Linked DNA regions of Zea mays: all the other regions are linked to region 3. The links are chromatin contacts, called in public Hi-C maps. All regions are on one chromosome and are shown on one strand. The core of a region is the stretch at or near the end of the contact, and the rest is flanking DNA. Distances in the headings are between cores, read along the strand shown. Region 1 holds the start of LOC100383021 (Oligopeptide transporter 7). Region 2 holds the start of LOC100384479. Region 3 holds the start of LOC100191580.

What was found. A called contact is a pair of places that touch in the nucleus more often than the background predicts.
Region 1: a Hi-C map of bundle sheath shows a contact between it and region 3, with 6 times the contacts expected there. The contact joins the promoter of LOC100383021 here to the promoter of LOC100191580 in region 3. A contact is called at or near these places in 4 of 25 Hi-C or Micro-C datasets (bundle sheath, ear, leaf mesophyll and 1 more).
Region 2: a Hi-C map of bundle sheath shows a contact between it and region 3, with 2.7 times the contacts expected there. The contact joins the promoter of LOC100384479 here to the promoter of LOC100191580 in region 3. A contact is called at or near these places in 3 of 25 Hi-C or Micro-C datasets (bundle sheath, ear and tassel).

The regions. Positions count from the first base shown.
Region 1 is chr6:72,051,193-72,054,257 of Zm-B73-REFERENCE-NAM-5.0, forward strand. LOC100383021 (Oligopeptide transporter 7) reads left to right here and starts at 1,519. Exons shown (of 7, transcript NM_001361344.1): 1 at 1,519-1,695; 2 at 1,794-2,287; 3 at 2,370-2,467. The coding sequence starts at 1,605.
Region 2 is chr6:71,854,064-71,856,839 of Zm-B73-REFERENCE-NAM-5.0, forward strand. LOC100384479 reads left to right here and starts at 1,523. Exons shown (of 1, transcript NM_001177010.1): 1 at 1,523-2,696. The coding sequence starts at 1,591. The coding sequence ends at 2,289. It overlaps LOC103629414 (ATP-dependent zinc metalloprotease FTSH 8, mitochondrial), which reads right to left and starts at 936. Exons shown (of 6, transcript XM_008650546.4): 1 at 758-936; 2 at 1-99. The coding sequence starts at 936.
Region 3 is chr6:72,617,252-72,620,359 of Zm-B73-REFERENCE-NAM-5.0, forward strand. LOC100191580 reads left to right here and starts at 1,687. Exons shown (of 14, transcript NM_001137010.1): 1 at 1,687-2,210; 2 at 2,310-2,395. The coding sequence starts at 1,861.

The DNA of each region.
Region 1 (3,065 bases), core at 269-2,768, 570 kb before region 3:
GAAAAAAAAGGGAGAAAATGTAACCGTGTGATGTGACGTCGGTCGCTTATGCTTCCTACGGCTGGGAGAGAGAGAGCGCGCTCGTGTTTTGTTTCGCGAGCAGCCTATCATCACCACGTCTGGTCCTGATCTAACGGCGGCCGCCGTTTCCTCTTGTTCCGCAAGTGCAGTGCAGGTCCACGCGTCAGCAGCTGAACGGTCGCCCACGGAAAAATATCTCCTCCGTTTTCCCTTTGCTCCTTCGAAATCCATCTCTAGACTACACGACGACACAAGCAAGAACAAGCAGTTCCCAAAAGCGTCCAAGTGTTTACGCGTAGACACGTGTCGTGAGCGGCGGGGGCGGGTCGCTCCCCCTCACAACTACCGGTTCTCGCCCAATTTAGAGCTTGTGACAGGATTGATACGGATTGAGAGAGATTTTTACTTGCTAAGTATTGAAATCCCATCAATCTCCCTCAATCCATATGGATTGAGGCTCGGTGAGGCTTGAGTCGGCTCGCGAGCCAGAACCGAGTCTAGTTTTGCAGCTCGCCAGAACTGAGAGCCGAGCCGGCTCGGTCCAGCTCGCGAGTCAAGTTAACAACCTCAAGTATACTATTATATCATATTATTATTATGTTTTGAACTATTTTGTAAAATTTCTTGGACTTGATATGTGATACGCTTATATTGTAGTCTAGAAATATATTATACGTAATTTTTTTTATCTTAGATATAATAAAAAATATATAAATAATTTATATTCTAAACGCTATTTAGCGCAAGCAATTACCGAGCCGAGCCGAGCCTCTCGGGTGGGCTCGCAATATGACCGAGCCGGCTCGCAGCTGCACCGAGCCACGTCGAGGCGAGCTGAGCTGGGATCGTTTCCAGCCCTACCCCTGTTCCTAATAGTTAGGGCAAACAAACTACCGGTTGACCTGCAGCCGGTGCGGGTGGGATTAGTTGGCGTTGGCTACTTTTTCAGAACGGGACGGTCTTTCTGTCGGCCTTGTTGGAGCTGTTGGCGGTTCACCGTCACGGTACTCCTGCTACATTGTCGTGTTTTCAGGTAAAGTTCAGGACCTACGTACAAGCCTTTGCGAGTGTCCGTACGTAGCAGCCGCACACGACATTCTGCTCCTTTTTCTTTCCTGGGCCGACGGACGGCCCACGATCGTCTGAAGAAGAGCAAATTCCAGCCCATCGAAGGGAGAACGAGCAGGCGGCGCCTTTTAGACTGTTCCCACAAAAAAAATTATGCATGTCCTCAGAAGCAAAAGAGACACTTGCTATTGCCATCGATAAACTCAGCGCTCTGTAGCCTTTCATTCCATGTATGTGGACGTCGTTCTTTCTCGTATCACAAGGAGTGCTTGGTTTTTTTTTGGGGTTCAAGTTTTATTGGTGAGGTAGGGAGAAACTAGTGGCCTTTGGTATATGATAGCTATTGTAGTAGTGGCCAGTGGGGAGAGGGGGCCCATCGAGCACGATCTGTAGTGTAATAAATGCCAGAGCAGACGAGTCAGCTGAAAGGAGCCCAGCACGGCAACACCTGCAGCTGCTATTGCCACTGTCAGCCGGCCAAGTCCCAGTCATAACTCCCAAGTCCCAACCCAATCATGGCGTCGTCCGTCCACCAACTGGAGGAGCACGACGAGGCGGGAGAGGAGCACGATCGCCATGGCATCCAGCTGATCACCTCTCCGCTGCGTAATGCTCCCCTTTCCCAGCTCTCCGTTTCCTCGTTGCGGTGGCAAGTGGACCGCACTACCGCTCCGTTTGCTTTATTCCCGTTCCTTGTCATGCAGTGCAACCGTCGTCGCGGCGCCCGCATGGCTCGGCGGAGGAAAAGGAGGCTGAAGCGGGGGACGACAACGGCTCTCCGATCGAGCAGGTGGCGCTGACGGTGCCGGCGTGGGACGACCCGGCGACGCCGGCGCTGACGTTCCGGACGTGGGTGCTGGGCACGGCGTCCTGCGCCGCGCTCTCCTTCCTCAACGCCTTCTTCGGGTACCGCAAGGAGCCGCTCACCGTCACCGCCGTGTCGGCGCAGGTCGCCGTGCTCCCCGTCGGCCGCCTCATGGCCGCGGCGCTGCCGGAGCGCGCCTTCTTCCGCGGCCGCCCGTGCGAGTTCACCCTCAACCCGGGGCCCTTCAGCGTGAAGGAGCATGTCCTCATCACCATCTTCGCCAACGCCGGCGCCGGCACCGTGTTCGCCAAGAATCTTGTGACCTCTGTCCGCGTCTTCTACGGCCAGCACATGTCCTTCCTCATCGCCCTCCTCCTCATCCTCACCAGCCAGGTACGGGACGAGAGGAGTTTGTTAGTTCTCCTCCAAACAAGCGGGAGCTTGCATGAACTGGCCGGTTGGGTACCCTCATCAGGTGATGGGGTTCGGTTGGGCGGGAGTTTTCCGGCGGTATCTGGTGGAGCCGGCGGCGATGTGGTGGCCCTCCAACCTCGTGCAGGTCTCCCTCTTCAGGTACCACAAATCTGCATCTGCACAAGTAACGCGCAGTTATTTTGTCATTTTACATTGTCTGCAATCATCTAAAAGCTAGACTCCTCAACCAGTAATCATTATGGTAGTACCTAAAGACTAAATCTTAAATAAACAAGTACAAAGTAAAACGGAGGTGTGGGGGCATTAGTGGGCCATTTTTTAGCAAAAGATTCTCAAAGCATCAAACGCTATAATTTAATGTCCAGTATCCTGCATGGATATGTTTTCTGGTATCATATCATTGTGCTGAATCATTTCAACACAATGGACAAACATTATGGTTTGTCCTCCACTGTTTGTCAGTACACACACACTGACACTAATATTAATACTGAAAAAAAGAGTAGAGGCAGTACGAGCTGATGTATGCGTTGTAAACAACTCCAGCACTAAAATATAACAAAGTGAACAGAAAGTGCTTACCGATTCAAAGCTTCAACGTCACAAACCACTTCATCGTCAGGTGCAGTCTTTGCAAGCAAGCAACAACGGACGGTTAAAAATTACAAGCTGCAAAAAAGATCAGTAAGTACTGCTAGTTGATCCACAATTCCACATATACCCAAGCAAAAGAAAA
Region 2 (2,776 bases), core at 273-2,772, 760 kb before region 3:
GCGGCGCCGTGCGCATGGGAGGGCGGAGGGACCGGGCCGTCCGGATCCAAGCGAGAGGGGTCGCGTCGAGGTCGGGGCGATAGAGGTGTGTTCACCAAACTGCAGCGGAGAAGGGAACGTGAACCAGGTAGAAGCATCTAGAGATGGAAAGCGGTTGAACGATAGAAGCCGTGGATGAACAATCGTGCGGGAGACGAAATTCTGCATACGTGGATAGCCTAGTATGCGTCGTTTCCGTGCGGCTTTAAAGATAAGGAAAATCCATATCGAATCCGAATCCAAAGTTGTACTATTTTACTACTATCTATCTATTAACCTATATCCATCACGAATATAAAAGTATCTAAGTTATTAGTGAAAAAATGTATTTATTTATAGTATCTATATCCGGTACCCTCGCCCCTATCTATATCTCATCCACGACACGAGCGGTGGACCACACACGACACTGGGGAAACTGGAAAATTTCCGCATTTTCATCCCGGCTTCTGCTGGAACTGAAAGTACTAGTAAGTAAGCTACGGCGGTTCGTCCTGGATGTGGATGGGCGGCCCACGCGTGCAGTGCTTGTGCTTCTTGATCACTGACGACCCGGTCGCCTGGCCCAACCCGGGCAGGCCACGTCGAACCCCGTCTCCATCCCCTCGGCGGGTGATGGATTCGGTGGGGCCGGGGCGGGAGGAGATCGAGTAGCAGACGGCGACACCCGATCATCAAGCGTTGAGCGCGGAGGACGCAAGGGCGGACGCGCGGCTACATCGAAACGAGTCCGGACGAGGAGGAGCGGAGGCAGGCGCCTCCGGTCGGTGTCGGGGGCGGCGGCAGGCAGGTAGCCCCACGCGTTTCCGCGGGCGGCGCCACGGCCCTGTCTCCGAGCTGGAAATGATCAACAAGCCGACGGAAAACCAGTGGCCTGCCGCCGCCGCCGCACCGCATGGCGCATGTGCCGAAGCCCACCGGCCGCCGTCACGTGCCCTGCCCACGGCTCTGATATTTTTTTTATTATTGATTCTATTCTACGTTGCCCTGCTAGATTTTTTTCTTCTTCCTTTTTAGAGATTCTCTGTGTGCCCTGCTGATTCTCGGTGTTGTCAGTGAAGCGAGCGAAAGACCGAAGAGGTCTGCCGCCGCCCAAAAGCCAGCCGTTGTCGCCATCTCCACGTGGCCATCTCCTGATCCTCTGTCGCTGCCATGGCGGGGGCCCTGCCGCATGTCAGTCCGCGCGACTTTCCTTAACGGCGACTGCTAAGCAATGGGAATGGGATGGGAGTGGAGCCGACGACGCCACGCTGACGCCAACGCGTCTTCCCCCGCCGCCTCGCCACCGTCCCGCACGCAGCACTGTCCCCGACTCCCCCAGCCAGTCTCCAGCTCACACCTCCCAAGTCCCGCCACGCGCCCGCCCAACTGACTGACTCCCGCCTTCAAACTTCTCCCGCTCCTCCTGATCCACGTACCACCAAATCCTATATATATAAACCAGACCACAACTCCCGACTCCATCCATCGCCAGCCACGCCATCAGCCATCGCGTTCCGCATCGAACCAGCACATCGCAAGACAAGCAGCAGCAGCCACCACTGCCATCACATGGAGTACGCCGCCGTCGGCTACGGCTACGGGTACGGGTACGACGAGCGCCAGGAGCCGGCGGAGTCCGCGGACGGCGGCGGCGGCGGCGACGACGAGTACGCGACGGTGCTGTCGGCGCCACCCAAGCGGCCGGCGGGGCGGACCAAGTTCCGGGAGACGCGGCACCCCGTGTACCGCGGCGTGCGGCGGCGCGGGCCCGCGGGGCGCTGGGTGTGCGAGGTCCGCGAGCCCAACAAGAAGTCGCGCATCTGGCTCGGCACCTTCGCCACCCCCGAGGCCGCCGCGCGCGCGCACGACGTGGCCGCGCTGGCCCTGCGGGGCCGCGCCGCGTGCCTCAACTTCGCCGACTCGGCGCGCCTGCTCCAGGTCGACCCCGCCACGCTCGCCACCCCCGACGACATCCGCCGCGCCGCCATCCAGCTCGCCGACGCCGCCTCGCAGCAGGATGAGACTGCCGCCGTTGCCGCTGACGTGGTCGCGCCCTCGCAGGCGGACGACGTCGCCGCCGCCGCCGCCGCCGCGGCGGCGATGTACGGCGGCGGCATGGAGTTCGACCACTCGTATTGCTACGACGACGGGATGGTGAGCGGGAGCAGCGACTGCTGGCAAAGCGGCGCCGGCGCCGGCGGATGGCATAGCATCGTGGACGGCGACGACGACGACGGCGCCAGCGACATGACGCTCTGGAGCTACTGAGCTGTAGAGTCTGTCTCCAGCGCAGGAGGTTGGGAGAGGAGAGACCACGCTATGGAGCTACTACTGGACTGGGAAGAAAGTGGGGGTGCCGGGAGCGAGTTCGAATTTGAATTCAGAAACTCTGTACTGGCACTGGCACACGCGGGGAACGCGCCACGCAAGGGCGAGCGCTATTTCCCTCCCTTTTTGGGTGCTGGGAGAATAATAAAAAGACCAACAATGAAGGCATTAGTACTACACTTTGTGCGAACTTGAATTAGGCCTTGTTCGTTTGTGCCGGTTTGGTGGGTCGGAACGATTTCTAGTCTGATTAATTTAGGTCTTATTCGTTTGTGTCGGATTGGTGGGTCGGAACGATTTCTAACCGGATTACTTCTCTAATTTATATAAACTTTGATTAACTGGAACGACTCCGGGTGCAACCCAACACAAACGAATAAGCCCTTATATAAACTTTGATTAGCTTTAACGATTTCGGGTGTAATCC
Region 3 (3,108 bases), core at 437-2,936:
GCCACCGGACAGTGTCCGGTGCACCACCGGACATGTCCGGTGCACCAGAGGACTCCAACTCGAACTCGCCACCTTCGGGAATTTTCAGAGGCACTCGCGCTATAATTCACCGGACTGTCCGGTGTACACCGGACAGTGTCCGGTGTGCCAAGGAGAAGCGGCCTCAGGAACTCGCCAGCTTCGGGAATCTCCAACGGCTAGTCCGCTATAATTCACCGGACATGTCCGGTGTGCACCAGACTGTCCGGTGCAACTCCGAAGCAACGGCTATCCGGCGCCAACGGCTACCTGCGATGCATTTATTGCGCGCGCAGCGCGCGCAGAAGTCAGAGTCGCCCATACTGGCGCACCGGACAGGGAACAGTGCATGTCCGGTGTGCACCGGACATCCAGGCGGGCCCACAAGTCAGAAGCTCCAACGGTCAGAATCCAACGGCAGTGATGACGTGGCGGGGGCACCGGACATGTCCGGTGTGCACCGGACTGTCCGGTGCGCCATCGAACAGACAACCTCCCAACGGCCACTTTTGGTGGTTGGGGCTATAAATACCCCAACCACCCCACCATTCATGGCATCAAAGTTTTCCACTTCTCAACCACTTACAAGAGCTAGGCATTCAATTCTAGACACACCAAAGAGATCAAATCCTCTCCAATTCCACTCAAGGCTTTAGTGACTAGCGAGAGAGATTTGCCGTGTTCTTTTTGAGCTCTTGCGCTTGGATTGCTTCTTTTCTTTCTCACTTGTTCTTGTGATCAAAACTCCATTATAATCGAGGCAAGAGGCACCAAGTGTGTGGTGGCCCTTGCGGGAAAGTTTTGTTCCCGGTTTGATTTGAGAAGAGAAGCTCACTCGGTCCGAGGGACCGTTTGAGAGAGGGAAGAGTTGAAAGAGACCCGGCCTTTGTGGCCTCCTCAACGGGGAGTAGGTTTGCAAGAACCGAACCTCGGTAAAACAAATCCACGTGTCACACTCTTCATTTGCTTGCGATTTGTTTTTCACCCTCTCTCGCGGACTAGTTTATATTTCTAACGCTAACCCGGCTTGTAGTTGTGTTTATATTTATAAATTTCAGTTTCGCCCTATTCACCCCCTCTAGGCGACTATCAATGGTTCTCAACACTTAGAACCGAGACCGTTGTGGGCCGGCCTTTGTAAGTGTCTATAAGTACGACTGCATTCGTATGGAGAAAGGGAGAAATGAATTGGTAACAGAAATACTCACCGTGTTCGCGTGTGATTGTTTTTCTACAGCGACGAGACGACCGCAGCGATGTCCTTGTCGTGCTCACGTCCCGGCGTAGACCAGCAGCGACGGCCACGGACAGGAAGCGACGGACCAAATTTCTGCAACCGTTGGATTAGGCCTGCCAGCGCCTCTTCGGCAGTGGTTGGGCTATCGTCCTTCAAGTGCTGATCGTGGGCCATTCGGTCTCGGCCCATGAGTCCGGAACGCACAGCGCTCCGAAGGAAAAACACTCCGCCCGCCGAAAAGAGAACCCAACCAAAGCCGCCCCCACCCCGACCAAACCGCCCGAGCCGGCGCCAGCCTAGCCCACGCTGTTGGCCTCCAGCCTCCTTCCTCTGCCTCTCCCAGTCGCCCCCGTCCCTTTCCCCCCTCGACGTCGTCAACCCACTACCCACCGCACCCCACCTCTACCCTCACGCGCTGCTGGTAGCCCGCAGCTACCTGCCTCCCTTCTTGCACCCACCGCTGCCGTCCTGCCCAGATCCCGCTCGCCGGTGGTGCTCCCCTCCCCCCGCGCCGCTGGCGCCGCCGGAGCGAGGGGGACTGCCCAAACCCTAGTGGGAGTTGGAGACTAGGAGGAAGGGCGCGAGATCCGGCGGCGGCCACCCCGATGGGGGACTTCAACGTCGCGCTGGTGATCGTGGCGGCGGTGGTCAGCGTGCTGGTGCTGCTCGTCAGCGTCTACCTGCTCGTCAACTACCAGCACCCCGACGACGTCAACCAGGCCTACTTCCCCAAGCTCGTCGTCGTGCTCGGCCTCACCGTCGCCGTCCTCTCAATCCTCATGCTCCCTGCCGACGTCGCCAATCGCCAGGCCTGCCGCAAGGCCGTCTACAACGGCGCCTGCAGTCTCACGCTCCCCATGAGGACGCTCTGGCTCGTCGTCTACATCGTAGACGCCGTCCTCGTCTTCCTCGTCATCCCCTTCGCCATGTTCTACTACGAGGGCGACCAGGACAAGTAACTTCCCCCCTCGCCGCTTCCCCCCTCCCCCCTTGCCTGCGTTTCCATCCGTTCTTCTTCATTCCCGCTGCTGATTTGGATCTGCCTTCCCTGCAGGTCCGTCGGGAAGAGGCTCAGGACTGCGCTCATCTGGGTCGTCGCGTCCGCGGTGGTGTGCGGCCTCGTCCTCGGCATTCTATACGGTGCGCGCGGATCAATCCATGCTTCCCCCATTCCTCTCTCACCCCCACTCAGGATGCTCTTATGATTTCTACAGGATTGGAGTGAGATTCTGAATACTACTACCATTTTAGTGTAGTTCAGTTAAAAAAAGTGGCATCTGTTGCCCGAACCTTGTCGTGGGTTCCAGTGTTGCATTTGGGTTCGAATCGACACGACAATTTTGAGCTCTGCCCCCCACCCCCACCCACACAACTGCTCAGATCTGGAATTCTGTACCCTTCCTCTCAAGGATTTTGTGAGCTTAGTTTGTACTCCCTCCGTTCTCGATCGAGTATTTGTCGCCCGCTAGTTCATTTTTGAACTAAAACACGACAAATTTAAAAAACGGAGGGAGTATTTCTTTCTGCTGTGTATATGTGTTGTGAGATTACATAGGCATTCGTTTACACAACAAAAAAATAGTTTGCCTCTTGTGTTACAGTCATATGACTAATGAGATAAAAATGTACTGTTTCTTTGACAGCTACAATTGTATAGGATGGGTTGCCCTGATAGTAACCTTACTTTTACCTTTAATACAGATCCTATTGCTCAAATTACTGATCATTAACAACATGAGATGGTTATGGCTAAAAATTTATGTCATCAAGTGATCACCGGATATCATTGAGTTCCTAAGTTCCAGCAATATCAAGCCTTTTCAGTCTTGTGATGGTGTGTGTGTGTGTTTACC